2 separate regions of the Sus scrofa genome follow, and region 1 is linked to region 2. The links are chromatin contacts, called in public Hi-C maps. All regions are on one chromosome and are shown on one strand. The core of a region is the stretch at or near the end of the contact, and the rest is flanking DNA. Distances in the headings are between cores, read along the strand shown. Region 1 has its middle 230 kb from the start of PROX1. Region 2 has its middle 110 kb from the start of PROX1.

The links. A called contact is a pair of places that touch in the nucleus more often than the background predicts.
Region 1: a contact with region 2 is called in a Hi-C map of liver, with 7 times the contacts expected there. The contact joins two enhancer-like sites. A contact is called at or near these places in 3 of 47 Hi-C or Micro-C datasets (liver and skeletal muscle).

The regions. Positions count from the first base shown.
Region 1 is chr9:129,804,569-129,807,851 of Sscrofa11.1, reverse strand. No RefSeq gene overlaps it. Among named protein-coding and RNA genes, the nearest start is that of PROX1, 230 kb to the right of the region's middle. Within about 2 kb of position 1,596, at least 5 of the 83 cell types and tissues checked have an H3K27ac peak or open chromatin away from gene starts, as enhancers often do. A contact at or near this core is called in liver, where this site is marked.
Region 2 is chr9:129,457,204-129,460,197 of Sscrofa11.1, reverse strand. No RefSeq gene overlaps it. Among named protein-coding and RNA genes, the nearest start is that of PROX1, 110 kb to the left of the region's middle. Within about 2 kb of position 1,562, at least 2 of the 83 cell types and tissues checked have an H3K27ac peak or open chromatin away from gene starts, as enhancers often do. A contact at or near this core is called in liver, where this site is marked.

The sequences.
Region 1 (3,283 bases), core at 347-2,846, 350 kb before region 2:
ATTGAGGACACAAACTGGGCTGCCATCACATGGCTTGTGCAGACCTCCCCATGTGACATTCCTTGTGGATGGGAGATGATAAGGAAACACAGGACTTTCCAGTGTGCAGTCTTCGAGAAAGGCTGACAGTGTGTCACGTCCCTTGGTGGTGTAAGTTCCCACATAGGAAAATCTTACAGGCCCTCGCCGGTTCTTCTGGACGACCTCCGCGTGGGCGGCTCTAAACACCTTCTCTGATTTTTCATTCCCCTTGACATCTGTGCTGTGGCCCTTGGCGTGATGGAGCATCCTCGCAAAGCTCATGAGGGCATTCCCCGTAATGACCCTCTCCTGCGCGTGGATCCTGACCTGGACACAGCGAGAGGCATTTCCAGAAGTCTCTCTCGTGAGCCTGAACCAAGCGGGCGTCTTCCCTCCCTGTCCATGTTCCATCCTCCCCAAGTGCTCCTGCTGCTCTGCTCTTCCTTCTCTGCCTCTCACCTCACTCACTCAAGTTCTGCCCTTGGGCCTCTATTCTCCTCGTCTTCTAAGGCGTCAGCACCTCGCATGGTTTTCTCTGTCACCTCCAAGGGGATGGCTTCCATGTTGCTTCTCTTCGGCCCCCACCCGCGGGCCTTTCTCCAGCCCAACATTTGCCATTGCTGGTGCACGTTTCCACCCGGGTGTTCCACCAGCACCTCGAAAGGAGGGAGAACCACGCCACTCTGTGTCTCTTAAACGTGGCCTCCTCCAGATGTCCCTGTTTCTGTTGATTCTACCAGCACTCTAGTCTTTGTATCTTAAATGCTTTCTCCTTCCTCTCCTCATAGCTCCTTGGGGACCCAGCCCCACTGATTCTCGCTTTGTCCAGGCTCCTAATTCTCCTTTCCTTTACAGGCCATTTCCGTGGTGCTAATTCAGGCTCTGTTGCTGCAATGTCCTCTTACTTTAGTTCTCTACCGTCTTCAGTCCGGGATACTGCTGCCTGATGGATCGCTTTAGAACATTACTTTTTTCAAGTAACAACCCTGATCAGAGCCCATCACTGTCTCCCCACCGGCTACTGCTGGGATATGAGGTCTTCTAAGATCAGGTCCAAATCCATGGTTCCCAGAGCACATCTAATTATTCCTGAGTGCAAACTGGTCTTTTCAGTACTTTGAAATAGAACTTGCTTTTGTTCTGTTTTGTTCCCTCTGCTGCTATCTCTTTGAAATACTTTTTTCTTTTTTTTTTTTTTTGGCCTTTTGTCTTTTTAGGGCTGTACCCATGGCATATGGAGGTTCCCAGGCTAGGGGTAGGGGTCTATTCGGAGCTGTTGCTGCCGGCCTATGCCAGAGCCACAGCAACACCAGATCTGAGCCGTGTCTGTGACCTACACCACAGCTTATGGCAATGCTGGATCCTTAACCCGCAGAGCGAAGCCAGGGATCGAACCTGAAACCTCATGGTTCCTAGTCGGATTCATTTCCCCTGGGCCACAACAGGAACTCCTGAAATACTCTTCTTCTCCCCTACATCATAAATCCTACCAAGCAAGTCTTGGTAGGTCAGTGGTTCAGCCTTCAAGATTTCTATAACCAGAATCCATGCATCCACTCAGCAATTATTTCCTGAGTATTTGCCCTGTGCCAGCCTCTGTCCTGGGTACAGAGATACAGAAGTGAATAATTAGCCAAGCCTCCTGGTCTCATGGAGTTTACATTGGGGGAGGAGAGGAAGGGACGTAAAACAGCAAACAAATAATGAGATACTTTCAGAGCGTCATGAATGCTACTTGATCTCAGCAGCCCTCTTCTTGAAAGAGAAACAGGGCGTCTCAGAGAAGTTAAATGCCTTCCTAGAGATCACATGGTTAGCAGGTGACAATGCCTGGATCGCAGATCAGGTCTTCTGAGCAGTTTCCATTATCTGCATGACTTGTGGTTTCTTCAGCCAAATGTGAAACTGCTCGGGTGAGGTGGTCATTGAACTTGTCTTAGCACTTAGCACACTCCTGGGCATGCTGCACGTGCTCACGGGCACTTTGTGGGAAGAAGGAACTGAGGAAAGCCGGCTGGAGGGCAGCGGGGAGAAGGGGTGTGCCAATGAGGGGTGTGCCAATGAGGTCACAGAGCATCGGTTTTCTTTTCCGAGCCAATGTATCTCTTTAGGATCTCTCGCATCCCCCTATCACTTAGCCCATCAGAGAGTCTAGGGGCTAAGAGAGATGCTGTCAGGGAGTACCGGCTTTTATTTTCCACTAAATTTCCTCTGTGAGTAGCCAGTTCTATCACTTGGACTGTGAGTATGACCCAGGGGGTCCTCCGTGTCCAGCCGGCTTCCTGCTCCTGACGGTGACAAGTGAGAACCAGAGAGAACTCGGCAGGAGCAAGACTGGAGTCAGGGCGATTTGTTCAAAACAATCTGACTGGTTCCTTTCACTCACCCCCACTCTTTTGTCCACGGCTCTTCAGGAGGAAAGAAAAGAGAGAGGTGGAGAAGGAAGATGGGAGGAAGCAAGGGAAGAAAGAGGGTTTTTCCTATTTCTAGACTCACAAGGCTGAACAATAACCGATCTTCAAGGAAAAGGGGGTTGTTGAAATTGCATGTGCAATGGTCTCCCTTACATCCAAATGATAATCTTGTTCCTTCCCATCGACTTTTAATGGACTCGATATTGACGATGATGGTTTGACTAACAAAAACCGTAGCAATGAACGGCACCCCTGATGCTGATCTCCCTTTAAATTATTTTCCATTTAGCCGTCAATCCTATAGCCTGCCATAAAACTTTATTGAATAGCTCATTTGAGCAGAGAATACTTTTGAAAGAATATTAGTAAACTCTTTCAATGGAGTCAAAACACCAAAATGGAAAATTCAAGTTTTGAAGAGAGCCATTAAGTGTGATTAAACCTTTAAAAAGGAGAGAACAACGCCCGCAGAACTCTATTTAGCCATTTCATATCTTTAATTGTCCAAAGATTTACTTTAAAAGCACAGACATGAAAGGATGCTCAATGTTACAGTATTTCGAGGGGGAGAGTGAAGATAAGCCCTGTTCACCAGCAAATGGAGCTCGGCCCAGAAGGAGGGATGACAAAAGCGGCAGGGACCTGCTTCCTTCTATAATGTAGAGAGAGGGGGGGATAAAAAGGCAGCCATTCTTGACTCAGCTTTGAGGAGCACAATGGGAATGATTAGGGATCCAGAGTGGGAGCACATTTAAGTAGCAGTGACATCCACCAGTTAGCTGGTGATTAGGATGAAAACTGAGAGCAAAGGAGGGAGGTGGAGGGATGGGAGAAACTGGGGAGAGAGG
Region 2 (2,994 bases), core at 313-2,812:
TGCGAAACCGCTCTCTGGGTGAGCATGAGTCTGGGGAGGCTTGGGGAAGTGTGTTGGAAAACTTTCCCTCTGTCTCCAACGAACTGGTTTCCTGAGGAAATGAAAAATGGAGGTGGGGTGGGTGGGAAGGAATGAAAAAATTCCAGTAAGGAAAAAAAAATGAGCTTTTTTTTTTTCTTTGGAACAGAGAGAGTTATTGGCAGATCTGAAATTCCAGGATCTAATATGTGTATTAGAAATACAAAAGGCTTTAACAATTTTTTTTTTTTTCCATTTTAAACCTGAACTATGAGACACTAGAACAAGCAGTTAAAAAGACAACACTTTGAAATTGGGGGCTTTGGCCCAGACAGATCAGGGTTCATGTCCCTCCCCGCACAGCCCAAAAGAGCAGGTACTTTCTGACATCCATTAATACCGTTTATGGTTAAATTGCTGGACCCCACGTGGACTGAAAGGGCCTCTTTATCTTTAAACAAACAGATGAGGAAAGAGGATCTCCCCCACCCCAGTCTAGACCTGGATTGGTGAGGCCACATCATGGGTTTTTCCATTCCAGCTATCAATCTTCCCTTTTGCGATTTGAGAGAAATAAAAAAGGAGAGAGAGAGAGAGAGAGAAGTACGGGAGGAGAGAGGTGTGATCAGAAAGTTACCTTGAAAGAAGCTGGTCTGACTCTGGCTGAACATGTCGCGGAAGAGGGGAGTGTTGAGGATTTCTGGGGCCGTCTGCTCTCCCCCCACCCTTCACGGAGTGTCCCACAACGCTCAGGCTGGAGCTCGTGTGCAGGGTCCCTGCTATAGGTCTGGGGTTACAACATCAGCGTCATCAGCAACAACAGTCGCAGGGGAGAACAGAAAGCCGTTATCAAGTATCTTCCGAACACAGCACCCTGCGAGCTGATGCAGAAAAAAAGTGCAGCCACAGCTCTGTCACGTCAGTTTACAGGCTGAGAATAACCTCCTAGCCTTCTCAGGGAATAGCCAGTATGCTAATGACAAGGCGATTTTCTTTTGTTTGTAACACGGTGCCACGTGGAGGGAGGATCGCAAGGTTTGGTGACAGAAAAAACTGGGTTAGAATCCCCATTCTTTCACCCTCTGTCTTCTCATCTGTGAAAAGGGGGTGAAAGGAGCCCCCACACAGAGTCGTTGTCAGGATAAAGGGAAGTAACATCCATCGCAAGTTTAACACGGTTCGGCCACAGAGCAAGTTTTCCATAAATGGCTGCCATTGGTATCAGGTGTAGAGAAACAGTAGCATTTGGTGAGGACAGCTACGTGCAAGACACTGATGGAAGCTCTTTGCATGTATTCCTTCTTTTTCCTTATAAGCATCCTATGTGGTAAATGCTATTAGTCTCGTTTCACACACGTGAGGAAACGGAGGCACACAAACCCATGATCACAGGGTTAGTTCCAGACACTTCCTCAGAAAGGAAAGTCCAGTCGTTGGTCTCAAGAGGTGAGCTGCTATTTTTGCCCAACACACCTGAGAGGGAGATTTCACCACCATCCTTCTCATTTGCTGACGCCAGTCAATGAGCGTCCAACATCAACTGGACTCTGTCTCCTTGGACAGACCCCAGGCTCAATACAGGCTCAATAACTCTATGAACAGTTACCCTTGCCCTGTTCTCCCATCTGAAAACAAAAAGGGGGACGGTTACATAAAGCAATGCTGACCTATATTCTTGACGCTCTAAGTTGCTTCTGGCTCCCCAGAGTGAACACGAAGGTTCACTAAGACAGAAGCACAAACCAATGTTTGATCACTCTTACCCCTCAGATGCCCTGCCGTTAGCTCAGCTTGGCTGAGAACCAGTGGCTATTGACTGATTTGGTTCTGTTCCCTCCAGGGAAAATCAGCTCTCCAAACACCAACCCAAAATGAAACAACAAAAGAAACAAAACAAAACACGTGGGCTAGACAAACATAATTTCAGAGTTTTTACAGAAAAATCAAGTTTTCAAAAGGCTGGTTGGCATTACAGAGGAGTTCTTTAAAGACATTGCTTACTTTTCAAATATTTAAGCACCATCAAATAAGAGTATTGGTAAGTGTGCTTCCGGAGACTAGATTTAATGACAAGTGACATTTCTCCTTTCTATAAATATAGTATTTGTATAGATAAAAGTTTGGCTCCTCATAATTAAACATCTTCTCCTACAAACTTGTTTTGCTACTTCACTTAGGACACATTGTTTCAAAATGAAAAAACAAGTCTAATTTTTTAATCTAAATTATCCAAATTTGAGGTTTCTTATAAAGTTTTATGGTTATTAGTTTTTAAATTGCTTGCTTTTTTTTTTTTTTAAAGGATGCTTGAAAAACCTACTGACTTAATCTCTTCTGAAGTCATTAGCATCAGAGAAACAGAAGCAGTGGCTGATGTCCTGGGCTCTCAATGCTGTTTTAACACATGGTTTATTCCTTACAAGGTCCCCAAACCCTACATCGTAGGTCCCCAAGAGGAGTCAGAAGCCCAAGTTCAGGTAGAGAACTATCACTGAATGATGTAGGGACAACCAAAACCTCACTTAAATTACACGGGCTTCATAGTAGCCTATCTCCTGTGATAACAGAACCATCTCCATGGGTTCCTCAGAGATGATGCTGGTGACAGTGTTGATGACAAGGTTGACGGCAGTGGTGATGGCAGTGGTGATAATGGCTGTGGTGGTGATGCTGATGTCGAGGCTGATGGCAATGATGGTGACGATGAGAGCAGTTGCTATTTATTGAGTCTTGTCATATGCCAAAGCACTAGTCTAAGCCTTTCACTTGTGTTAACACACGATATGCTTCTGGAAACCCTGGACCAGAGATCTCTTCCTGAATCCCTCTCCATTGCGTATTCTTGAGCCAAGAACTCTGTGGAAGATTGCTTTTCCAAAAAGTACCCTCAACAATATCTTTCATCATACACGCCTTTTGTACACTGTGTTTTTGATATTCTTCCATCGATAAGTGAAGTCCCTATTTCCTCCCCTT